Linked DNA regions of Mus musculus: all the other regions are linked to region 1. The links are chromatin contacts, called in public HiChIP or PLAC-seq and promoter capture Hi-C maps. All regions are on one chromosome and are shown on one strand. The core of a region is the stretch at or near the end of the contact, and the rest is flanking DNA. Distances in the headings are between cores, read along the strand shown.

What was found. Promoter capture Hi-C pulls out the DNA fragments that hold promoters and counts their contacts. HiChIP or PLAC-seq counts read pairs in DNA pulled down with a chosen protein or histone mark.
Region 2: a contact with region 1 is called in a FOXA1 HiChIP or PLAC-seq map of pancreatic cancer cells. The contact joins the promoter of Myl12b here to the promoter of Lbh in region 1. A contact is called at or near these places in 3 of 39 promoter capture datasets (liver and pre-B cells), 1 of 484 Hi-C or Micro-C datasets (B cells) and 3 of 115 datasets of contacts at active chromatin or transcription factors (astrocytes, embryonic stem cells and pancreatic cancer cells).
Region 3: a contact with region 1 is called in a promoter capture Hi-C map of hippocampal neurons, with 5 times the contacts expected there. The contact joins the promoter of Spast here to the promoter of Lbh in region 1. A contact is called at or near these places in 1 of 39 promoter capture datasets (hippocampal neurons) and 1 of 115 datasets of contacts at active chromatin or transcription factors (embryonic forebrain).
Region 4: an HNF4G HiChIP or PLAC-seq map of pancreatic cancer cells shows a contact between it and region 1. The contact joins the promoter of Smchd1 here to the promoter of Lbh in region 1. A contact is called at or near these places in 2 of 39 promoter capture datasets (the SN4741 cell line and pre-B cells), 1 of 484 Hi-C or Micro-C datasets (CD4 T cells) and 2 of 115 datasets of contacts at active chromatin or transcription factors (astrocytes and pancreatic cancer cells).
Region 5: a contact with region 1 is called in a promoter capture Hi-C map of pre-B cells, with 4 times the contacts expected there. The contact joins the promoter of Yipf4 here to the promoter of Lbh in region 1. A contact is called at or near these places in 1 of 39 promoter capture datasets (pre-B cells), 2 of 115 datasets of contacts at active chromatin or transcription factors (astrocytes and regulatory T cell precursor) and 1 of 9 other capture datasets (liver).
Region 6: a contact with region 1 is called in a promoter capture Hi-C map of pre-B cells, with 3 times the contacts expected there. The contact joins the promoter of Slc30a6 here to the promoter of Lbh in region 1. A contact is called at or near these places in 1 of 39 promoter capture datasets (pre-B cells) and 1 of 484 Hi-C or Micro-C datasets (B cells).
Region 7: a contact with region 1 is called in a promoter capture Hi-C map of pre-B cells, with 5 times the contacts expected there. The contact joins the promoter of Lpin2 here to the promoter of Lbh in region 1. A contact is called at or near these places in 2 of 39 promoter capture datasets (liver and pre-B cells) and 1 of 9 other capture datasets (liver).

The regions. Positions count from the first base shown.
Region 1 is chr17:72,916,389-72,919,805 of GRCm38.p6, reverse strand. It overlaps Lbh (limb-bud and heart), which reads right to left and starts at 1,501. Exons shown (of 3, transcript NM_029999.4): 1 at 1,228-1,501. The coding sequence starts at 1,253. Gm30375 (predicted gene, 30375) reads left to right here and starts at 1,651. Exons shown (of 2, transcript NR_168598.1): 1 at 1,651-3,417.
Region 2 is chr17:70,989,040-70,992,614 of GRCm38.p6, reverse strand. It overlaps Myl12b (myosin, light chain 12B, regulatory), which reads left to right and starts at 2,099. Exons shown (of 4, transcript NM_023402.2): 1 at 2,099-2,142.
Region 3 is chr17:74,337,185-74,340,525 of GRCm38.p6, reverse strand. It overlaps Spast (spastin), which reads right to left and starts at 1,539. Exons shown (of 17, transcript NM_001162870.1): 1 at 1,081-1,539. The coding sequence starts at 1,489.
Region 4 is chr17:71,473,656-71,476,984 of GRCm38.p6, reverse strand. It overlaps Smchd1 (SMC hinge domain containing 1), which reads left to right and starts at 1,642. Exons shown (of 48, transcript NM_028887.4): 1 at 1,642-2,006. The coding sequence starts at 1,821.
Region 5 is chr17:74,487,542-74,490,893 of GRCm38.p6, reverse strand. Yipf4 (Yip1 domain family, member 4) reads right to left here and starts at 1,401. Exons shown (of 6, transcript NM_026417.4): 1 at 1,100-1,401. The coding sequence starts at 1,178. It also overlaps the pseudogene Gm6476.
Region 6 is chr17:74,394,286-74,398,046 of GRCm38.p6, reverse strand. Slc30a6 (solute carrier family 30 (zinc transporter), member 6) reads right to left here and starts at 2,439. Exons shown (of 14, transcript NM_144798.6): 1 at 2,379-2,439. The coding sequence starts at 2,381.
Region 7 is chr17:71,181,646-71,185,280 of GRCm38.p6, reverse strand. Lpin2 (lipin 2) reads right to left here and starts at 1,749. Exons shown (of 20, transcript NM_001357791.1): 1 at 1,537-1,749.

The sequences.
Region 1 (3,417 bases), core at 252-2,751:
GGATTTTTACTTTGTTTTGAAAGTCATTGGCCCCTCTAATCACAGTTAAACTGGGAGGGGGAGGAGAGACTAAGAAAGGGTGACTGTCATGGGGGCAAGTTTAGGGTTAGAAGCTAGACTTTAACAATTTCCTCCCTAGTCTGGAAAAGCTGCCTCCAATCCCTGAAAGAAGAGAGTCAATAGCATTACAGGGTTAAGACCAGGGTCGTCGTCTCCTGTAGCGGCGTCTGTTCCTTTTTGGAACTGTGGCGCGGGCCCAAAAAGTTAAACTGAGAAACACGAACTTTCAGAGTTCCTGGGCTAAGCAGAATAGCGCCGCTCTCCCCGGGTTCAGACCTTGCATTGGACCCGGGTCTGGCTCTCCAAGGCTGGCACCTGCGAGCGCGCTCCAGGACCACGGGTGCTCGCCTCCCTGTAGCGCCCCTCCTCTACACCACAGCAGGAAGGAAGAAGCAGCTGGCGCGCACGTCCCAGCAGCTAGGGGCCTGTCCCCCATCCTTCTCGGCTCTGATCCTCCACACCCGATCTTCCCCGGCTGCAGGCAAATCTCTGCAGCCCCCGACTCAGCAGTGGCCGGCTTCTTCCAATCTGGCACTGGGAGAGCTTGCTCCTTCCTAGCCCCGGCCCTCCACAAAGGCGCGTTGGATTTAAGGGACAACGGAGAGGGCAGGGGTTGTGAGGGTGTAGTTTGCACCCTGATGCTTGTGGCTTGTTTGTGCGGAGAGCGTCTCCCCAGCATCCTCCCTCCCCCAGAAGCTCTGCAAACCCAGCGGCTGCACCAGCTCGGCCCCTCTGCAGCCATCCTCGACGCCGAGACTTGCGTGCAAACAAAAAGGAGAAGGGGAGGGGCCCGGGAAACCGGAGCCCCCTGCACCAAGCAGGACTCATCTCCTGTGGCCCTCAGCGGACAGGGTTTCCTTAGGGGGCTTCAGGTGGGACCCCAGGTTCTCCCCACCCAACGCCACCATATCCACGCCCTCTGGCCGCCACTTAAGTGAAGGTTCCGAGTTCACTTCCTTTGTCTGGATGCTCTCAGCACCGCCTCCCCCAACCTCCAGCTTTGCAACCTTGACGTCGACTCCTGCAGGGGCTGAGGCTGGCGGGTTAACCCGCACTGGGTGTCCGTGCCACTCTCCGGCCTCGTACCCGGAGCCGGCACTAGGAGGCTGCCGGGCTGCGCAGCCACCCGGGTTAAACTGGCGGCCGCCAAAGGCGCAGGATACTCACCAGTGAATGGGGAAATATACAGACATGAAGTCCTAGGGGAGGCTGACCCACGCCCTTGTGATTAAGAAAAACAAAACAAAACAAAACAAACAAACAAACAAAAAAAAACCAGTCACTGAGTCCTGAATGAGATTGGCAGGGGCGCAGAGGAGAGCAGCGGGCAGCCGAGAGCGGGTACTGGGCTAGCGCCGGTCCGCCTTCCGGAGACAGCCTCGCTGCCAACGGCGTAGGCAGTGCAGACCAAGCTCTCCGCTCTCCACCGATCTCCGGGTCCCACAAAGAGCCCGGGAAGCAGCATTTATAAGGGAGGGGCGGGGCTTGTCGGCGAGCGGCCCCGCCTCTCCTCGCCCACTCTTAGAATAACGTCACCAAAATCATGAATGGCTTCAGCGCTCATAGCTCCCGCGGGCGGCGGCGGGGACCAGCCGGGCTCTGCACCCTGCCTGAGCTGGCTCCCAGCAGCTACGAGCCCGCCCCCCTCCCCACCGTTGACACACACGCGTGTTCCCGAGCTGGAGTTCAATGTCAACGCAGCTTCCTGACCATAAATCCGCAGCGTCCGCAGCCCCCTCTCTGAACACAGGGACTCTAAGGGCTACGGGGATGGGTGGGCGTGAGGAAGGAATGGGGGCCCACGCGGGAAGAGACAGATCGCCGGGGGAGGGCGCCATTCTTCCATCCGAGCGCCCGCTGTCGGGTTCTCTGTGACTTCCACATCTCAGGACCCTTCACTGGTCATCCATGCAAAGTAGGCCTCTCTTGGACATTATCGCCTGTGGCATCCCGATCGTGGCGGGGCCGGGGGAAAAAGGAAAAGATGGGAAAGAAGGCTGCACAGCTGCGGGGCTGGAGGCACCCATGCCGGAGGGGGCATTGTTGGCTTTCTAAAAGTCTGCGGTCCTGGAGTCCATGGAGGGTTCTGTTTGTGGGAGAAAGGATGTGGTGTCTTACTAGGGTTTTTCCGTTGCGCGAGCGCGCTTGCGTGTGCACACACACACACACACACACACACACAGAGTAGCATATACGGTTTGCATTGGGAGTAGAGGGTGAGGAGAACGAGCGGAATACAAGTACACCCGGCTAGCCTTAGCTCCCAGAGCCCATCTGATAGAAAACACAGAGTTGAGAGACTGACTCCTTCATAGCCCAGGAATTGCAGTTCCGGTGTCTATCTTGGAGACTAAACTGCTGTGCAGCCCCTACAGCCAGGAAGAACGGAGTCTGACTCAGTACCCAGCGCTGCCCCGCTGTGGCCTCTGTTTCAATTACTCTTGTAAAACAGCTTCCTAACCTTGACCTATGTGCATAAAGGGACTGGGGAAAGGGAGAGCCGTGGTCGAAAACTAAACACAATTAAATGTGATTTAAAATAAGTCTGCACCCTGAAAGAAAAGCGTACTGGTTATATCCAGCAAAAAGCTGCTGGCATCAAGAGACGAGTTTTCAGTAGCAGGGGCCACGCGGATGTTGAGAAAGAGGACCTCATAATTTTCAGCATCTACTCTTTCTAAGAGCAACTTTGCAATAACTGCTTTCCCAACTATGCGTACCTATATACATCCTGAGTAAAAACTGGAGCGTCCTAAAAGAGCCGTATTTCATAAGCCCTGTAATCAGAAAAACGCAGGAGGCTGTCCTTACCCCCTTGAGACAAATGAAGCGCTGTTTGTGCTCTTCAGGACTATTCGCTTCTGCTTCTGACCAGGTGACAGGGGTCTGGCGGAGGGTGGGGCTTTATGAACAGGGGCCAAGGGAAGATGGTCCGTGGTGTGTTATTAATGGAGGGGCAGCCTGAGCCTTTTAATAGAATGGGAAAGTATCTCAGTGCCATTGGCTGACATGTGGCATATTGTCACCTGGGGAGCCAAAGAGAAGCCAAAGTCTAGAGATCTAGATTCTAGACCGAGCTTTCCTGGAAACCCTCTGAGGGTGGGCCCTGAGGCAGACCCTTGGGTTAGCAGAAGAAAACCTTCTCCCATGTTTGCCCATACAATCCCTCACAAGACCTGAGATGAAAGGCAATGGATGGTACCATCGTGACCTGTCACAGACACATGCATGTTACATATTTGTGATTATTACCTATCAAACCCTCTCACCACCTCCTCACACCACGGAAATCAATCAGCCCTTTTGGGGAAGAGGATGTGAAGAAAAGTCTCCCTCTAGAATAACAACCTGGCCTCG
Region 2 (3,575 bases), core at 850-3,349, 1.9 Mb after region 1:
GTTTTTTCCTCTTCCTCCCACTACCTCCCCTCCCCCAGGGCGCAGCCCTGGCTGTGCTGAGCCCTGAGCTGCTGCCACCCACCACCCAGCGAGACCTTTCTCAGCATTTCAAGTCCCAGTTTTGCTACAGCACGGCTTTAAAGCTACTTTTTTTTTTTTTTAATATATGTAAGTACACTGTAGCTGTCTTCAGACCAGAAGAGGGCGCCAGATCTCGTTGTGGATGGTTGTGAGCCACCATGTGGTTGCTGGGATTTGAACTCAGGACCTTCGGAAGAGCAGTTAGAGCTCTTAACCGCTGAGCCATCTCTCCAGTCCCCGAAGCTACTTATTCTTTGTTGACCTATTTATTCATTTATAAAATGAATTCATGCTGTTCATAATGGTCCCTTTATGATAAAAAGCAGCGTCTAGTCTATCTGGAGCTGGGTGTGGTTAACCAAACCCCACCTGGTACCCAAGTGGATCTGCGCCCGCCCTCATGTGGCCAGGTTGTTTTAAAATGTCATCTTCCTCATTTGAAATAGGAGCGCTTCCTTCGTTTGCTACAGAAATTGGAAATGTGGGAGAGGGGGGTGTTTATGTATGGAGCCGATTTGTGGTTCCCTGGAAAGAGGGGAAGCCTGGCCCTTACATGAGTGCTGGGACTTCAAACTTGAGTCCTCTTGTTTGCATAGCAAGTACTCTTAGCCACTGACCCACCTCCCTGTGCGCACTCTGGGTTTTTGAGAGGGACTTTTGCTGTGTTAAGTTTACCCGTTGGAATGCCAGGGTTAAAGGCCTGTGCCCACCACATCCTGCTCATTAACTGATTTTACATTGCCTAGGGTGAGGATCTAGGAAGTGGTGGTAGACTTATGTAACAAACCCTGAAAGTGCCATAACTTTATAAGAAACATAATTATTTAAGCAATGATTTTTGAGGACAAATAGGATCAAAGATACAGCATCAGTACCACCTGGCGCCTATTCTCCACCTCTGACCTACGCAATCCCAGACCCTGATTTTTTCAAGCGCATATTTAAAGCCACCCTCAATTTATTAGGATTATTATCTTATTTTACATTTTATCTACTAGTTTGGGGAGGAGGCTGCACATTCCCTGGTACCTGCATACGGGGCTCAAGGAACAAATTACAGGAATTGGTTGTTCTCTGTGGGCCCTGAGAAAATAACTCAGTCATGCGTGCTAACAGGCACTTTTACCTGCTGAGCCATCTTGCTGGCCCCTAAGTTGTATTTGTATTGTCTGGACTGCTGTGAAGTACACGGATACTCAGTGCTGGAGACCATAGTGTTCCTGCCTTGGAGGAATTTCTTTTGGAAGTGGGGTAGGAAGGGAGGTGGTTTTCTACGTGTAGCGTGGCTGTCCTGGAACTAAGCTCTGTAGACCAGGCTGGCCTTCAGCTCACAGAGATGCTGCCCCAGCCTTCTAAGTGCTGGAATCAAAGGTGTCGCCACCACCGTCTGACACGGAATTTCTGATCAGACTTCTAGAATATGACCTCCCGGCGGGGAGAAAGTAAAGGCCACTGGCTGGAGTGCAATTTCAAATAAGCGAGAACGTTTCTGGAGCCCACTGGAGAGTGCTCAGCCGCCGCCCTCTTCCGGATTACATTCCTTCTCTTGAGCATTGTTTATCTAAAACTCAGTTTAACCAGGCCAACTGCCCTCTGCTAAATCAGGCAACTTCGGGCTGCCCGCTGCAGGCGCCAGGGGACCCCCAAACCAGGGCGGCTCCCAGCCCACCCGGGTCAAATTCCAGCGCTGGCGCTCCGCCCTCGGCTCGGGAATGCGGAAGGGGCGCGGGACTTGCGCTGGGAGCCGGGGAGACCAGCAAGCCGGCGCGGCTGCGGCAGGAGGATGCCGTGCCAGTGAGCTGGGGAATATGTACTCGCGGCTACAGGGGCTGAGTTCGTCGGGTCGTGCAGCCAGGCTAGTTTCCGCCGCTGGCTGCCTGGGTCCTCCGGGTCTTCGAAACGCTTGCAGCAACCCCCTGCCACGGTTGGTCGCGCCGGGCTCGCCGGTGCTCCTTCCGCCCCGCCCCCGGGCCGGAAGTGCGGCGCCGCCACTGTCCCGCCCCAACCTCCGCTGGTCGCAGTCGCCGGTCGGATCCTCTCGGGTGTGCAGCATCAGGTCAGGTGAGTGGCTCTCGACCCCGCGGGGCATCTCCCGGGCCGCATCTGTCCCTAGTGCTGCGCAACCGCGCCTGGAGCCTGCGGGCGGCTGGACCATCGGCTGGTGGAGCGGAGGTGGCTCGGTTCGAGGCCCTACGCGGTTCCTGTGCTGGCGAACCCTGGCCGAACGAGGCCCCGGGACCGTGTGCACTGGGCCTGCGACATCCGATGACTGACACCTGGTGCCCGGCTGCCCGCACCTGCCGCGGCTGCAGGCTGCAGGCTGCAGGTCCAAGCTGTGTGTTAGCGCAACTGCGTGCATCTGTTCTAGACGCGTTGGGGGAGGAGAAGCCCGCTGGTGTATGGTTCCTGCCAGAGGAAACCAGGAACTGGTACTAGAGTTCCTGGTTAGCAAATGCTAAAATGGGCTGATTTGCATAAATCCTTACTGGGTCTTAGGTCTTGCAAAGATTTAGCTCATTGTTAGAGGACAATTCGAAGAAAGCTGGAAAGAATGGAGAACATATTGAGCCAGGGATCCAAGATGAACTGGTGGATCTCTGCTAGGAGGTACCGAGCAAAAAGCTCAAAAGATGAGCATCGTATTATGTGCACAAGAAGCGCGGGTGGTCAGCCGGAAGGGAGAAGAACAATAACTGAGTACTAGCTGGGAAAGAGGAAGGTAGTTAGGGTAGGGCTCTTGGATACACACGACCCCAGGCGAGACCCTATACAATAAAATAACGTAGTTAGTTAGCCAAGGTAGGCCTCTTTCTTTAGAGGTGTACTGAAAACTCGATGAGAAATGAAAAATTACGTAAGAGGATTTGGGGAGTCACCCACGACAAGGAAGTAACACGACAAAGGATGTTTAGGGAATCGGGTTGACAGCTTTTGTTCTAGAGATGGCTTGGCTGTAGTCCTGTGTGTTAGAGAAATATCACAGCATTTTCTCCTTCAATAAACCCTTAAGTGAGGTGATGTCATTTGCCTGGGAACATCACTTCAGGAATTCATATGATGCCACCAGGGTTTTTCTATCCACTTGCTCCTCACTCTGTCTCTCTGTCTCTGTTTCTCTCTCTGTCTCTCTCTGTCTCTCTCTCTCTCACACACACACACACACACACACACACACACACACAAAGGCACCTGTTCACTGAGCTGCAGCTTATGAAGGACAGATCCCTGGGTGATAATGGTTGGCCAAAGTTAGGAAAGCCAGGGATGGGACCGATATCCCCATTCCCCCAAGGTTGAATGATACAGTTGTGTAGGGATGGCTTTCATCTGCCCCGGTTACCAGCGTCTTTGATTCTTCTGTGACAAGTTTAACATGGCGGGCGAAGCAGGTTTCCCTTCCTCCCTCTGAAGTTCCCCTTACCTGGCACAAGCACAGGAGAAAAGGGTATCAGAACTCACTATGTGCAAAGGAGGAGGACAGGTAAACAAATGAG
Region 3 (3,341 bases), core at 290-2,789, 1.4 Mb before region 1:
CCAAAAAGTACTGAAGAGCTAAGCACAAAAAGCTTGCTCTCACAAGCACAAACTACTCTTCTCCTGTGTCTGCTACTGTGGGTGACAATAAGAGACATAAGGCTTTCTAAACCCCACTTAGCATTTCCCACACAAGTTTTCAATTAACGATTAGCATAGATTTGGGGTCACCTGTTTCCATCTTGTAAGTAGTAATTTCATCTGTAAAAGACCTGTACTGATAGTACTCTGACCTCAGAATTATTGTGAGGATCAAAGACACATGCAAAATGAATTGACAATGCCTGCCACACAGAAAGGCGAAGAAAAGATGTTGCTTGAAGGAAACCTGAAGTATGCAGTATTCCTGCCTTCACTGCGAGGCAGGAGCGTTTGTTTTATCTTCTATGGTAGAATGATATATGCCTGTTTACCCAACTCATTCATTTAATATTTTTAACATTAAAATTTAGAAACTCGAGAGTGCCTTGGAATAAAATAAAAATAACAAAATAGTAAAAACTAAAGCAACTAGCGGTTGAAATACAGCTCAATAAAAAAGAAATCTTCAAGACTCACTATATTGGTAAAAATAATTCATGAAACTTCAGAATATGGCAAATCCGGCTCTAAGTATAAGGAGCTACTACTCCTTTCAAATCCAAGTCAACCCCCCCCTTTTTTTTTTCCTCTCCAAACACTACAGAACCCTTCTCAATGAAGTTTATACACAGCTGTTTCGATACCAAAACCTTTTGGAAGCCCAGCTCAGAGAAAGCAACACTGTTTACAGTGTTAGAAAGAATCCCGTGTGGTCGGTCACTCTAGGCCAACTGTCACTGTCACCAGCACGCCTGGGTGTCTCACGGGGACTTGGGTCATGCACAAGTGTGGGGGTGCTGAAACAAAGTCGAGTCAGGGCGCCCTGAAAGGGGTGAGGATCAACTAACTAGGCGTCGCACAGCAGGATCTGGCCTGTGGGGACTCGGACTCCCGAGGCAGATCAACTCCGGGGGTGCAGGAAAGGGACGCAAGTGGCGTCCTCCCAGGGCCGCCCGCCCCGGCCAGCCCGCCGGCCTCCCTCCAGCCCCCCAGTAGTACCTTTCTCTTCCTCGTCGATGCGCAGGGCAATGGAGATGTACTCGAAGGCCTGCTTGTGGAAGACGCGGACGCTCTCGGCCTCGCCACCCGGTCCGGGCTCTGGGGGCGAGGGCGAGGCGGGCGCCGGCGCGGTCCCGGAGCTCCTCTTGGCGGCCATGAGGGCGCGGGAGAAGCGCTGGCAGAGCCACGCGAAGAGGAGCCCCAGGTGGCAGGCCAGCAGGCGCAGCAGGGCGAAGCCGACGACCAGCGGGGACGAGAAAGAAGACGGGTTCCGCTTAGGCGGCGAGCCGGCCGCAGGGGCCGGGCCGGCGGCAGGGGCGGGGACCGCGGCGGGGGGCGGAGGCCTGGCGGGCGCCGGGCTCGCGCCGCCCGAGCCTTTCTTCTTCCGTCGTCCGGCCGGAGAACTCATTCACAGCTCCCACTGCCGCCGCCGCCATAACCCGCTTCCCGCAGACCGACGGCGACCAAGCGGCGGCGGCGGCGGCCACTGCCACTGCGGCGGCGGGGGCCCACGGAGCCGCTCGCGCGCCAGCCGGAGCCCGGGAGCCTGGCACCTGCACGCGCCGCTCGCCGGCCCCGCCCCTCGCTCCTCAGCTGCCCAGGAGCACAACCCCGTCTCCTCCTCCTCCTCCTCCTCCTCCCGCCGCGGCCGGTGGCTCCTGCCCCTCCTTTCCTTCTGTCCCCTGGGCCGCTGGCACCTCGCTGCGGCGGCCGGGCACGCGCACGTCCTCGGTGAATGGCTCTGGTGCGCGCGCGTACGCCGCCGTCTTTGTTGACCTGGGAGCTTGTGCGCATGTGCGGCATCCTCCTACCCCCCACGCCCCTGCTATGCCCCTTTCTCTGGGAACCTCAGTTCTGTAGGCGCGGTTCGGCTTGCGATGGTCCCAGGGGTTCGTCGCTCCGCAGGTTCTTCGACTTTTGAAGAATCGGAATAGGGAGCTTTGATAATAAATTTTTAAATGGGGGTTAACAGCGTTTGAGTGGCTTTACTAGTGCTCAGGTCTGCTGTCTCGCAGTGCGGTTGTTTGCCTTTGTGTGAGATGCTGACCTCCAACTCCTCTTGTAGCTGAGGAAGGAGGCCTTCAACTCCTGATCTTTCTGCCTCCGTCTCCCCAAAACTAGGATTACAGGTGTGCATCATCACTCCTATTGCTTTATATATCTTTGTTTTCTGCTGGTTGAGCCAATAGGTCTTTTGCAAAGGATGGCTGATCTGAGTTTCGTATCAGAGGCAGTGTGTAGCAATTTGGGTATGTTAGCTGAGAGGGAAACAAGTTGCAGAGACAAAGTTCAAGACATCCTAAAGGGAAAACTTTATTACCACGAGGACCACGAACCCTACTTTCAACTAACCTATTACACGTTTGTGTTATCTCAGGATTAGTTATGTGAATGCAGTCATTCTTGGGTTTTGCCTAGTTACCATACTTGGTAGAATCCATACTATCTGTGTGTGCACGTGGATGTGTGTATATGTCTTCACCATTTCTTCCTTTGGTAGACTATCTATCTACTCAATATTTCCCATATTCTAATGATCAGCAGTTGTTCTACAGATCCTGGATCACATAGAGGAAAACAAACCGTGGGCCAGTCAGACTCCTGCGAACTGGCATCTGGAAATAGAAGTTAGTTGAAATCAAAAGCTCTAAGAGCCAGTCGATGCCATCTGTATTCCCAGAGTTTTTGGATTCCTAGACTATATTGCCTATCCAATAAACTATTCAGTCTTTCCTCTTTCTCCCTCCCTCGCCCATCCCCCTCCCCTCATCCCTGTCTTTAAAAACAAACAAACAAAACCACCCCCTCTCATTTCAGTTTGCCACAATTATTTCTTGTTGCCTAAATGAGTGACTACTAACACAAAGTCTCTATTGTTTCCAGTGTGAGGCATACAGATCCCCTGTGAGCGCATAGGAGAATCCCTGCATTCTGCTGAAACTATATTCCCTACCAATATAAATATCATAGATTGCTGCAAAATTTACGTCCATTGTTTCCCACTGCTGCCTGCCTTCTTTTCTGCTTCGATCCTGATTATATTTTTCACATTCTGAAATGTTTTCTGTCTTTCAAATTTGTATTCCTTTCAATTCCTTTTATCCAGTAAGCTCTGATTCTCTTTTGAACCATATAGTAGTGGTTGTGTGAAATCAATCATGTCGTGTGTGTGTGTGTGTGTGTGTGTGTGTGTGTGTGTGAAATAAAAAGGATGTACATAAATATATATGAATACATAGGTAAATAAAATAAAGTATAAG
Region 4 (3,329 bases), core at 393-2,892, 1.4 Mb after region 1:
GTTAACTAAGACTTAGAGAAATGATTTGTCTTTCTCCAGTTGTTCAAATCAAACACGGCCCATAAAAGGGATAGAAGGAAATGGTTGTGTGAGTTTTAAAGATAAAATGTAAAATGCCAGCTAGGAGTAGTGACTCATACCTCTGAAGCCATCAAGGGTTCAGGTTGGGTCAAGGCAGGAGGATCAAAGTTTGATGTAGGCCTAGGAAGACTGACAAAAAGCAAATTACAATAAGATTTTACAGAAATCTCATGATAGTTGGAGGTTATTCTCGTGTCTCCTGTCTCTCAGGTGCCCTTTCAAGAACATGACCAGCTTTTGGTCACAACTTCACCTACCTCACCTACTGTTTCATTTTCTCTTCTTCCAGTCATACTATTTATGCCGCTCTACGCAAACCTTCACACTTTTGTATGTCTGGCCAACTGTCCTTGGTGCCAACAACCCGGTCTGTTTCCAAGGTGCATTGACTTTGAGTCTAGCTTTACCATTGATCATTAAGGCTCCTGCGAACCTAGTAAAACAGCACCCTTAAATCTGATCCAACTTCTAGACACATAAAAGAACTCAATTAATTAATGGGTTTCATTAATTTACACGTTTCTCTCAAGTACAAAGCATCCAGGTTTTAAGAATCAGAGAGCAAGCATCTGGCAAGGTTACCCGCCCCCCCCCATTCCTTGCTATCTGTAGAGTCAGAAGCGCATCCCCCAATAATTATGCTCAAGTTTTCTTTTTTATTTATTTATTATTGGATATTTTCTTTATATACATTTCAAATGCTATCCCGAAAGTTCCCTATGCCCTCCCTCCACCCTGCTCCCCTACCCACCCACTCCTGCTTCTTAGCCCTGACATTCCCCCGTACTGGAGCATATAAAGTTTTATGCTCAAGTTTTCGAGGAGGCTGTCTTACACATTGCACGCTTAGAAGCTGACTCAACCTCGGTGAGTAGGTTAGGTATTATCCCAAGACTCCCAGCCGCCTAAAGCCTCAGAGCCTGGCTAACCCGGGGGCGCGCATCGCGGCCTCGTGACGTCAGAGACCCGCTCTTCCTCGAGGCCGAGCTTTTGTCTCATTGTCCCACAGTAGAACCCACCCACGACGGCGAAGGAAGCGTGCAAGCAGAGCGGTGCCCGGTGTTTTAGCTAGTGTCCACCGCACCGGGACCCAGGTGGTGCAAGCTTCCAGCCGCCGCGTCCGCCCGACTTGGTAGCGCCCTGGAGACCGCATGGCTAGGGGGAAGGCGCCAGGGCCCTGCAGCGGGAGCCTGCATAGACCCTGGGGCGACACGCTTGCGAGTTGCGCCCCCCCCCACCTCCCCCCGCGAAGGCCCCTAAGGCGCTGGAAGCCAGCTTCCAGGCCGTCCCCAGTCCCCGCGGTCCGCAGGAGCCCGGGGGCGTGGCCTGGGCGCGAAGCCCCGCCCCACCTTGGCCAGCCCCGCCCCGCCCCACGGCCTGCTGGACTAGCCGGGTCTCCGTCCGCCGTCCTCTTCCTCCTGCGCAGCAGCCACGGCGGCGGCCCGCTCTCAGGTCACGGAAGGAGGCTTGGTGGGCGGCGGCGTACGTAGCTGGCGGGCTCTGAGGCGCGCTCAGCGCGTCCCTGTGTTCGCGGGTCGCGGAAGTGACGTACGGCACCCCGGCAGAAGCGCGTTTGAATCGGTTCCCGGGTTACTTCCCGGCCGCTGCCCACAGTCGGTGCTGCGCGGCCCGCTGAGGCTCGGAGCCGCGGCGGCTGGAGCCGAGGGCACGCGCGGGGTCGGTGTCTCCGGGAAGCGCGCCCGAGAGCCGCAGGGCCTTCTCTTTTTTTCTCCCTCAACATGGCAGCGGAGGGCGCCAGCGATCCCGCCGGCCTCTCGGAGGGATCTGGGAGAGATGGCGCCGTCGACGGCTGTAGGACGGTGTACTTGTTTGACCGGCGCGGGAAGGACTCGGAGCTAGGGGATCGCGCACTGCAGGTCTCGGAGCACGCGGACTACGCGGGGTTCCGCGCTTCTGTGTGTCAGGTACGTCCCGGGGCGCTGGAGGGATGCTCGCGAGGAGGTGAGGGTAGGTGGCCTGAAGCCTGGGTGGGTCACCGCCATAAACTTGTCAGATGGCCGGGATCTTGCGGCCTTGGCCTCTGCCGGGTGCCCACGTTGCGGATGATCCCTGGTTGGATGTCCCGGCCGGCCTGGCTTTGGCCAAGAAGGATGGGATCACGCCCCTCCGTGGGCCCGTGCTGGTCTAGCGTTCGGGACTTCCAAGTTAGTGGGCGCTTATAGGTTTAGTTACTGCTTTATGGTTGCAGAGTAGTTAGTGCATCCTCCTGTCGGAGAAGCACCTGTGTTTGTCCTAGTTTGTAACTTCAGAAGATGCAGAGTTGCATCCACTGGACAGTCAGTGTTGCGAGGGTTGCGCTGTTTGGTGGTGGTGGGGGGGTGAGATTCCAGGAGTCCGGGTACCTCAGGTTCAGGGAGGTGATGGAGGGAGTCTTTTACCGGCTTGTCTTGTCAGAAAGGTTTGCCTGGTCCGTCCCAGCAGGATTCTTCTACAGAGTAATACTAAGTTAGGTTAGTATTAGGAGCTGTCCTGGTTCTCTGAGCTCCAACTTCCTTGGGAGTTCCTGAACTAGCTCTAAGTGACCATGCGGACAACAAAGAACGAGTATACCTGCTTGGGGGGAAAAAAAAAAGAATGACTACGTAGCAAGACGTGCTTTATACTGTGAGATGCTTTATAGGTTGTTGTTGTTCTTACTGTTGCCTGAGCTTGAGTATGTTGGGGGAGGGGTATTGCGGGGTTTTGTTTTGAGGTCTTGCTGTGTAGCTCAGGCTAGCCTAGAAGTCTCTGTTGACCAGGTTGGCCTCGAACTTTATCCGCCTTTGCTGTCCAGTGTTGGTAGTCACAGACCCAAGTGCCACCGTTCTGGGCTCTGAACTTTTAAAAGAAGAATATGGCAATAAAACAGTGTTTTAAACAGTGTTTTCCTTCCAGAAAACCTAGTTTAGGACACTGATTCTCAGCTTTCCTAATGTTGTGATCCTTTAATACAGTTCCCTATGGTGTGGTGCCCCCCCACCCCAATTATTCTAGTTGTTACTTACTAACTGTTATGAATTGTAATGTAAATGTCTGTTTTCTTATGGTCAGAACCACTGTCCTAAGATAGTACCTTGTATATTTGTTGAAAAAATTCAAATTGAGTTTGACTTTGCCAAAGTGGGCTTTCTTTTTCCTTTTCTTTTCTTTTGGTTTTTCGATTCTTTTTCTCTATTTCTTTTTCTTTTTCTTTTCTTTTTCTTTTTTTTTTGGGGGGGGTTTTCGAGACAGGGTTTCTCTGTATAGCC
Region 5 (3,352 bases), core at 152-2,651, 1.6 Mb before region 1:
GTGGCGCACGCCTTTGATCCCAGCACTCGGGAGGCAGAGGCAGGTGGATCTCTGAGTTCGAGGCCAGCCTGGTCTACAAAGTGAGTTCCAGGACAGCCAGGGCTACACAGAGAAACCCTGTCTCGAAAAGACAAAAAAAAAAAAAAAGAAAGAAAGAAATCAGATTTCTGAGAAAACTCACGTTCATCTTTAAACTGAAATTTCTTTTCTACTTTGTTGAGACAGGGTTTCAGTATGTAACCCCGGCAGGCAGAGAACTTGATAACTGTGTAGTCTAAGCTGGCCTTTAATTCAGGTATCTCTCTGCCTCTGCTTTTCAAGTGCTGGGGTCGAAGGGGTTCATCACCAGGTATTTCCATGTCTATATCGAAATCAACTTGTTTTTTCATATTGGGCAGTCAAAAATCTGGTCCCTGGTAAGTAAATAAGATTAAATAAAAGCAAAATCCAAAACCAGGTTACAAGGAGTTGAACTAATGAGGGGTGGGGGAAATTTCCCACAGTAGAAACGTTTTTTGTTTTTTTTTTTTCTCCCTGTTTTTGTTGTTGTTTGTTTTGTTTTAAGCAAGCACAGTCGCTTGCTCCAAACAGTACAAGCCAAGTCTATAGACACTGTTGGGAACACTAAGTTGAATTCCTCAAGTTTCAAATGCTCCTGAATACAGTTTTTTGAACACTGGGACCAAACACTACAAACTGTGTGGACCCAGGGATCTGGGCAAGAAATCAAGTTCAATTAAAAATAAATAAATAAAAGCACGTCTCCTTTCAAGTAAGTTTTCCATAACCTGCCAAAAGTCACCTCAGTCGGGAAGGTTTTCCTATTAATAGCAGAGCCACACAGCCCCACTTTGTTCTCCCTTAGATCCCTCACTCTTTTGAGTAACTGCGGAGCGGAGTTCAGAAAGAACTCCTTCCACCAGATCGGCGGGTTCCCTGGTGAACCAGGACACCCGGGGACCCCAGCCCGCAGCGCCGGCGCCCCGCACCCTGCCTCGTCCCCAGAGGCCTCCGGGAAGGCCCAGGGAGCACAGGGGCGGAGTCCCCCAGCTCTGCCAACCCCCCGCCCCGGAGCCCCGGAGGTCAGCCTCGGCCTCACCTTCCGCGTCCGCCGAAGACACAAAGGTGAAGTCCCCGTTGGCAGGCGCATAGGCCGGGGGCGGGCCCGGAGGCTGCATCCCGCCGGCCTCGGTGCTGACGAGCGGCTGGGCCCGGGGCTCCGGGACGACCTGCTAAGGGGCGGCCTGCGAGCCAGGAGGCGCGGGCTCGGCCGAGGGAGGGGACGCGCGAGCTAAGCGCAGCCTCTGGCTGCCGACCAGGTCGCACCCGAGGCCAGCCGGTGGCGAGCACCCAAGCACCACGACGCCGGGGCCCTGACAGGACCATAACAGTGACAGCGCCGCCGGGATTGGCTGTTTGTAATCTGCTCGACTATTGGCTCCCGCGAGAAGATTCTGATTGGCTGTTTCTGTGTTGATTCCGGAAACCACTCCAACACCGGAAGTGGCCTCTGAAATCTCTGTTCCGCCCTCATCAGCTGTTTACTTAAATAATTCTGTCTACCTTTTTCCCTGTTTGAGTTTTTATAAACATATCTTCTTCGTTGTTGTTTAACACAATTTGAGAGCTTAGTCGTTTGATGGCTCACGCTTGTAATTCCCGGAACTCCTAGAGAGGCCGAGGCAGCATTGGCAAAAAAGTGAGGCCCTTTTTTTTTCAAAGGAAAAAAAAAAAAACAACACACACACACACACACAACACACACACAAACTACTTAAGTTTTAGGACTTCAACCCCTCATTTCCGACCACAAGATTCTGCCACAATAATTCTATATATTAATTATATAGGATGTTTACGAAATTATGTGTCGTGACAAAGCTTAGTCTCCTTATCAACAAAATTAAGAGGCCGGAGAATGGTCATTGTAAAGCTGTAAATTTCCACCTACGGTTTAAGTACTCTGGCCAAATTAATTTATGAAGAAGGCAGCAGTCCAGAAAGGATAAATTAGGGCAAAGAAGCCCTTGCTTTTTGCCTGCTGCTGATTTCATCTGTTCCCTAATAAACTACCCAAAGTTTGCAAATTCACCTACGTTTTTATTATTTCTTTAAGATTAATTTATTTATTTTATACAAGAGTACACCACCATTGCTCTCTTCAGACACACAGGAAGAGGGCATTGGATCCCGTGACAGATGGTTGTGAGCCACCATGTGATTGCTGGGAATTGAACTCAGGACCTCTGAAAGAGTATTCGGTGCTCTTAACCACTGAGCCATCTCTCCAGCCCGGTTTTTATTTTTAAAGGCTATGCGTGTGTGCTTGAGGGTATGTGTGTGTGCAGATGCCTGCAGAAGGCACAAGAGGGCTTCAGATCCTTCAGAACTGCGGTTCCTGCAGACACCCAATGCGGGTTCTGGGAACCCAAACTCAAGTCTCTACAAGAGAGCAAGAGCTCTTAACCTCTAAACCAACTTCCTAGTTACTCGTCTATGTTTATAATCTTAAATTTTGCTTTTCATTTTTCTAAACTTCTGTATATGTGTGTATGTTGGTAAACCGAGTGCCACCCACATTCCTTAGCCTGGTACTCCCCTAGCCCAGCTTTGTTAACAGCGACAGCAGCCATGTCATCACCAGCGGCCAAATTCAATTTATTTCCACTGTTACCACAGGTGGAGTAGTCTTCCTGTGTACATGTGCCATACCATTTATATAGGCCAAGCCTTCACAGCTTGCCACTGTGCATCAGAGGCAGCCTTTTGTATAACTACCCTCCAATACATCTCTCCAGTGAGGGGTTTTTTTTTTTTTTTTTTTTTTTTTAAGATTCAAGGTCATTATTTATTTGTTCCTCTTAAAGACTCATTTTTGACTGGACTCAGACTTAGAAGTAGAAGCTCTCAGAGAGGACAGCCTACGTCTCTTGGCAATCTGTTCCTGGCGCTTTTCTTTGGCTTCCTTCATTCTCTTGGCCAAAAGTTTAGCATATTCTGCAGCCTCCTCCTTGTTCTTCTTAGTGCGTTGCTTCTTCAGAGCAATACGTCGGCGTTTGTGTTGCAGGACGCGTGGAGTAACAAGACGCTGAATCTTGGGTGCTTTGGTCCTGGGCTTCTTACCTTCTTTGTTTAAGGGCTTCCTGACAACATACTGGCGGACATGATCTTCTTTGGAGAGATTAAAAAGCTTTCGGATTCTACTAGCTCTTTTAGGTCCCAGCCGATGAGGCACAGTAGTATTTGTCAGTCCAGGAATATCCTTCTCTCCTTTCTTTACAATAACCAAGTTGAGAACACTGAGATTAGCTTCAACAATGCATCCGCGAACAGACTTGCGCTTCCTCTCTCC
Region 6 (3,761 bases), core at 1,190-3,689, 1.5 Mb before region 1:
TTTGATACATATGCAGCTAGAGTCAAGAGCTCCGGGGTACTGGTTAGTTCATAATGTTGTTCCACCTATAGGGTTGCAGATCCCTTTAGCTCCTTGGGTACTTTCTCTAGCTCCTCCATTGGGGGCCCTGCGATCCATCCAATAGCTGACTGTGAGCATCCACTTCTGTGTTTGCTAGGCACAAGAGACAGCTATATCTGGGTCCTTTCAGGAAAATCTTGCTAGTGTATGCAATGGTGTCAGCGTTTGGATGCTGATTATGGGATGGAACCCTGGATATGGCAGGCTCTAGATGGTCCATCCTTTTGACACAGCTCCAAACTTTGTCTCTGTAACCTCCTTCCAATTGGAAAAGATGAAGTCAAAATATCACTTTTTGCAGATGATATGTTAGTATATATGTGTTGACTGTTTTATAAAACAGATATTTATAAGTATAAAATTGTTTTTCCCCCTCCCCCACATTCCACTGTGGGGGGGAGGATTTGGCTGTAGGTTCAAGTCTCAGAAAGGCAAAAATTAAAGATTCCTAGAACTTACTGGCCAGCCAGTCTAGAATAGACAAGCGCCAAGATCATGTCTCAAAGACCATGTCTCAAAATAACTGGGGGAAACAAAAAAAGGGAACACAGCTAAGGAGGCATCCTGACACCCACATCTGGCCTCCACCAATAATACTGGCAGATGGAATAGCATATGCAAATTAGATACAAAGGTCCAATTCAAACAACACAGTTTGCAAGCTGTTCACTGTTGCTACAACGTGTATATTGTATATGTTTATTTCTTTAAAGTTGGAATAACTGAAGGTTGTCTGGTCACTGTTCATTTTACACACACACACACACACACACACACACACTTTTATTTTTGAGACAGGGTTTCTCTGTATAGCTCTGGCTGCCCTGGAATTCACTCTACAGACCAGGCTGGCCTCAAACTCAGGATCCACCTGCCTCTGCTTCCAGAATGCTGGGTTAAAGACGTGCACCACAACTGGTTTATCCTATCCATTTTCTGTACCCAAAGGATTACTGAAATTTTATGAAAATACTGTGTGTGATTTTCCCCCTATCAAGGGCTAGAACTATGATTCACAAATCAAGAGTATTCACTGCTCTTACAAAGGACACAAGTTCAGTTCCCTGTGCCCACACGGCACTCACAGTTGTCTGTAACTCCACTCCCAGGAGATTCAACACCCTCATTTTACTTCCCCGGGCACCAGACACGTACTTTGTGCACCAAGAAACAGGCAGACAAACATCCATACACAAAATTTAAAAAAAAAAAAAAATCTGGGAACCAGAGAGATGGCTCAGTACTTGAGAACACAGGCTGTTCTTCCAGAGGACCTAAGCTTGACTCCTAGCATCCACATCTGCTCACAGCTCCCTGTAACTCCAGCTCCAGGGATCTAATGTCTCTGGCTTTCTCCCACAGCTGCACCCACGTGCACATAACCACACAATTTAAAAGAATACGGTGAATTCTTTTACAGATCTTCATTAGACATTTTAATATATAATATTTTAATGTTTTGGTTTTTCGTTTTTTTCGAGACAGGGTTTCTCTGTATAGCCCTGGCTGTCCTGGAACTCACTTTGTAGACCAGGCTGGCCTCCAAAGAAGGAAACTTTATGGTGGCAACAGTAAGAACACAAATATGTCATTGTCGTATGTAAGTTACCAGTAAGGGCTCAATGAGTTTTTGTGATCGTTTCAAAGGGCGGTCAGCACTCTGACATCTGAAAACGCAACCACCCGTTCACCTTTACAGAATACTGAGATAATTATGTTTGACTTACGCGTTTTGTTGTTTGGTTTTAGATTATGGGGTTTTTTTGTTTTTTTTTTTCGGGTCAGAGTCTCTATTTAACTCAGGGTGAACTTCGAAGTGCAATCCTCCTGCCTCAGTTTCCTGAGTTGTAGGCCAAAGGCATGTGCCAAAACACTCAGCTTAATAATTAACTCAATAATTTTTAGGAAAAACCTGACATTCCAACAACCATAGCGTATACTAGAACCTTTCCCGAGCTGCTCCACTAACCCTTTCTGTAGCCGCTGCTCAGTGCCGAGCTATTCAAACACTGAAAAGCAAACGAGTGAACACGCCCTAGAAAGCCCCACGCAAGCCTCAAGTCGCTGATGGCGTTCACTTGTTCTCAGAGGAAGCTTTAATTTTAACATTAGGCAAATCTGGCATTTCCCAGCTGTAGAGGCACAGAGCAGGAACCCTTCAAGAACCCGAGCGCTGGGAACCCCAGCGCAGGCCCGACCACGCGGTTCCGAGCAGCTGCGGTACAGCAGGGCGCTCGAGCGAGGAAGCAGGAGGGAAACATCCCGCAAGAATCCCGCACACCCCACGGCCAACTCACCATGGTAAGGAGCCGTACAGCTCCCGCCGGAAGACGCTCTGAGAAGTCGCATTTCTCAAGCGGAAGGGGCGGGCCTTCAGAATCCGATTGGTTGCAGGGCGAGGGGGCGGGACTGCGCATGTACCCTAGGTCGCCGTCTTTTTGTTCTCCGCCGCCTGGGAAGTGGGCGGATTAGAGCTGCTCTGGGCGGGGCTGCTCGCCCAGGGAAAGGGTGGGCATTTATCACCTTGGGAGGAACTTTGAGGTCTGTTCAAAGTCTTCTACCAGAGTGTGAGTTTATTACAGTTTATACTCCTGTTTTAAAAATGAAGAAGCAGGAACATTAAGAAATGTCACAGTAAGGCCGGGCAAGTCTCGCTGATTTCGAGGTCAGGCTCCTCGAGGTAGACTCAGCCTATGTTAAAAATACATTTATCAAATTCCCAACTGTTTCATTAAAAATAATGTCGCAGAAAACGCTTGGCTTAAGAACACAAGGATTCGAGTTAAATCACAAGAACCTACGCCGTCACGATGGCCACACCTGTTTGATCTCAGCACTCAGGAAAGCAGAGGCAGGCATATCCTTAGTGACTCGATTTCAAAAACCCAGGTGAACGTCAACCTTAAGTATAAGGTTGTTCTCTGGCCTCCACGAGCACTTTACTGGTGCACGTCACCGGTCAGGGTGCAGCATCGCCTGCGTACTATTCTAACGCTGGAGGCTGAGGCAGGAAGACTACACTACACAGCAAAACTGTCTCAAAACCAAAACGAACGAGTGAGTGAGTGAGTGAGTGAGTGAGTGAGTGAGTGAATGAATGAATGAATGAATGAATGAAAAGAGGTGATGGCTTTTCCTGACTCCAGTCATCCAAGTGGCTACTGCAGTTTAAGAGGATCTGACACCACCACCAGGTGGTAGAGCCCTTAGGCATGACACACAAGGGTTCAATTGCCTAAACTGGGTGCAAACCTGTAACCCTATAGATTTGGTAGCTGAGGTAGAAATATTCAGTTCAAGCATACTTGGGGTTTAGAGTAGGTCACTGTCAGCCTCCCCAGTTAGTGAGAGCATCTCAAATTTAAGGAAAAAATAAGCACTTGTAGCTGGAGTCCACTGTTTTGTATATGGTGCCTGTCTTGGGAAGCTGTGGCAGGACACTGAATTCAAGTCACACTTCACTACGTAAAGTACCAAAAAGACAGAACAATAAGAGAGGGATTTCTTAGGGAGAATACTTTCGGGGGTGGGGGGTGGGGGAGAAGGAAGGGTGAGACAAGGACTAAAATTTATTATATACCAGGAAACTGTCCAAGAATAAAATATTTTTAAAAATCTGAAGCATGCCTTAAGTCTTATATGTTTCATAAGCTAGTGTGGAACTCAGAATAGCTGACTTT
Region 7 (3,635 bases), core at 500-2,999, 1.7 Mb after region 1:
CCTTTGACCACCTCTGACCCGTGATAGCACCAAGATTATCCCATCCAAGGCATACCATACAAGAAAATTTGATGATTTCATTTCATTCCACTGGCTCCCAGTGACCTACAAGGACAAACTGCTTGCAGCTTCTTCTCTTCACTCAAGAAGCCCCAACCAAAGCTCTTCTAAAAGCCAGCCTCTGTGCTTAGTAATAAACAGCTATTGGAGTCTTGCCTGCGGGGATCCTGTGCCCAGTGCAGGGGATAGTCCAGTCAGTAAACCAAAACGCACAAGGCTAAGCAAGGAGAACAAGCATACAGCCATTCAAGAAACAAAGCTCCGACCTTTATCCCTTTATCTGCTTAACTGCACTTGGCGTTCAAGGGTTTTCAAATGCTCCCATTTCCAGAGCCTCTTAAGCATACAGCTGCTCTGCCGAATCTCAATTTTGCCACAAACGCGAAAGTAGACCCAGCCATTTCATTTCTAGCATGCTACAGCTATTCTGCTACTACCTCGAACTTGAAGATCGCTGGGGCCGATAAACCACAATCAAGAACACATTTAACTAGGAGGAAGCCCGTAGGAGGCTACCCACGGGCAATGTGAGAGGGCACACCGGGCAGGGCAGCCCAACGAGGGCTAAAACACCTGTTTCCTCCCACACTTGGTGGCTGGCTGGGTTGCTAACCCAGTCTAGCAATACCTGCCACGATTCGTAGTTTTAAGCCAGTGAAAGCAATCAATGTCGGATCAACACAGACACTAACCGGCAAATGATCCCAAAATAGATTTCAAAATTCAACTTGTGTTATCATAACGTTTTAAATTAGTGAGGCGAGGTTCGGTACCAACTTAACCAGCATCCCTACTGCTGGGCAAATGAGCTTCAGCGCCATGCAAGAGCCTCAGTTTCCATTTTTAATTTTTTTTTAAGTCTCAAAGATGCATTAAAATAAGTGTGTGGCCGCTTGTTCAGTAATCCCTCAGTGCCTCTCCAAGTATCCTGCGTTCCAGTACTTTCTGAAAGCGAGGGCGATCTTCCTAGTCTTGTTCTGCATAATTATGGCTCCGAAACGCCATCCTAAATTTGAATGAAAATAATTTTCTTAGGCTGGGGTGGATCCGCGGCGCTCAAAACTGGGCCTCAGAGCTCCGGTTCCCACAGCCGACAGAACCTTCCAGGGCCCCGGGGGTCGCCGGCAACAGGCTACTCACATCTAAACCAGGTCCGCGGCCTGCAGGAGGCGGCGGCGACGGCGACGGCGGCGGCGGGCAAGCCAACGGCCTGAGGGAATAACTGCACCTCGCCAGTCCCGGCCGGGGGATGACCGCGACCGCGCGCCGGCGTCCGCTCCCCTCCCCCAGGCCCGGGGCTGCGGTCCCCGGGCGCGCCGCCCGCGGCTCGGAGGACCGCTGCCGACGTGAGGGTCTCCGCAGACGCCCGCGCGTCCTCAGGCGGCGCGGCCGCGGCTACGTGGCCCACGCGAGGCGAGGCCGCGAGCGGGGACGCGGCCCCCCGGGAAGCCCCGGCGCTGTCTCCGGCCCGCTTACCTGCGGCACCGCGCGCGGCTCTCACTCGGCGGACTGTTGTGCAGCCCCGCAGGGATGCCCCAAGAAGCGGGGGAGCAGGGGGCGGGGCCGCCGCCTCCGAAGCCGCGGGCTACAGCGGAGCCCGCCGGGCCTCATGAATGGGACGCGGCGGCGGCAGCAGCGGCGGCGGCGGCCGAGCTGGCGGTAGACTGCGCGCACGCCCCGCCCCGGCCCGGCCACGTGACGCGAGCTCCGCCCCCGCCGGCCGCGCGCCTGGAGCCCTGGGCCCCTCCGGGGAGAGAGCAGCTCGACGCCGGCGCCGGCCTCAGAAGGGCGCTTTAAAAAAAAGTTTCCTCCGGTCCCCATGGCAACCTTGCGGCGCTGCGTCGGGCTTCAGAGTCCAGCTACCAAAAAAGAGTGCAAACGGTCTGCTGCATAATGGTGTCCCCGCGTAACGCGAGTGCACCATCATGGGATCACTGCAGAACCCGTATCTTTCCTTATTTACCCTTGGAGCTCGGTGATAACACCGCCTACTTAAAAAGTGCACTTTAACGGCTGCAGCTGCGAGTGTTAGTGACGGCGGCTGTTTTTCGTCTTGTATATCTGCAGCTGGTTCTTTCGATGGAAGGCCATGGCATCACTTCTAAATGCTTGTTAATTTCTTCGTGCTCACCGCGAGCATGAACAGTGTGACACAGTCTTCCGGCCGCTGAGCCATGCATTTATACAAACTCTCTCCGGTATGGGCCTGGGCACAGCAGTTTCTTTGCAACAATGAAGCGCGGTGAGCATAGTCTGTGCTGGGACCCGGGAAACCTTTCGTTTCCCTGCCTAAGTACCGCCGTGTGGAATTCAACCAGATTGCCTCAGTAGTTACCAAGGTCCACAGAGACACCCAAACCTACTGGGATTTTTCACTTCAGCGTGGCTCTTCATCTGATCTACCAGTGAAAGAAATGTTTTCAAGGTTGAAAGTTTCCCGTAAATGCTCGAGAAATACTACTCCTCCGCTGTGGGGAAGTGCAATTAAACCCAGAGAACCCAGTCCTCAATCCCCAAGTCAATGCACTGGGAACAGCTACACCTTCATTCCCATTGGGAGCCCAATGTAGCTTGCAGCCCAGACTGTAGAACACGCTGTTACTGTTTGTTCTCTAGCTTCTCATTCTTGACTTTTCCTGTTTCTCTCGGGATAGTTTCATTACCTCCTACCTTGGGAGGGAAATATTCTCACGCTTCCTTCCTCTCATCATGCAGAAAGCAGCAGACAACCCGCCCTTCCTCTGTCACCGCCCCCTCTGGGCTTTGACACCTTACTCAGAAGGATTGGTTCATGTTTATAGTATTTTCCTCATTCTCTAGTGGCTGCCTGCTTCATGCTACTACTGAGGCAGAAGAGGAACTAATTAAATATTTGTTGACTGTTCCTCGACTTCCCCCAGCTGATACCTGTAAAGTTGGGGCACACCCAACTCCCATCTGCTTCACTGCCCAGAGTCTTTCCTCACCTTCTGACCCTACCACCTTCCAGTTTCATGGCCAAGAACCTTCCCCCACCAATCATCGGTCTGCTAGTCTAGATGTATCTTTCATTTCAAAGAGAGAAGACCTTGTTGCCCCTAATGTAGTTTGGCCCGAGATGTTTTGACTCTAGAGTTGCAAGCTGTCTTGATGTTTTGTTTAAGAATATCTTTCTGTGTCCTTTCGGGGTTTCCCCACCGTGCACTGCAGCCTCTCCTTACAAGCCATGGAACGGCATATTCTTTTGTTTGTTTGTTTGTTTTTGTTTTTATTTTTAATAATTCTTATTTTTGAAATTAGGATATAATTACAGCATTTCACCTTCCTTTTCCTTCCTCCAACCCATCTCATGCATTCCTTGCTCTCGCTCATATTCATGGCCTCTATTTTTTCATTGCTTATACATACATTCATAGATATATAAATCAGCCTGCTCATAACATAAACACATACATGTTAATTGTATGTATATTATTTCAGGACTGATCATTTTGTACTGGATAACTAATTGGGGTGTCTCTTCCCTAGAGAAGACTATTTCTCCCACTCAGAATTACTTAATTGTCTGCAGTTCTTTGTCTAGGGGTGGGGTCCCC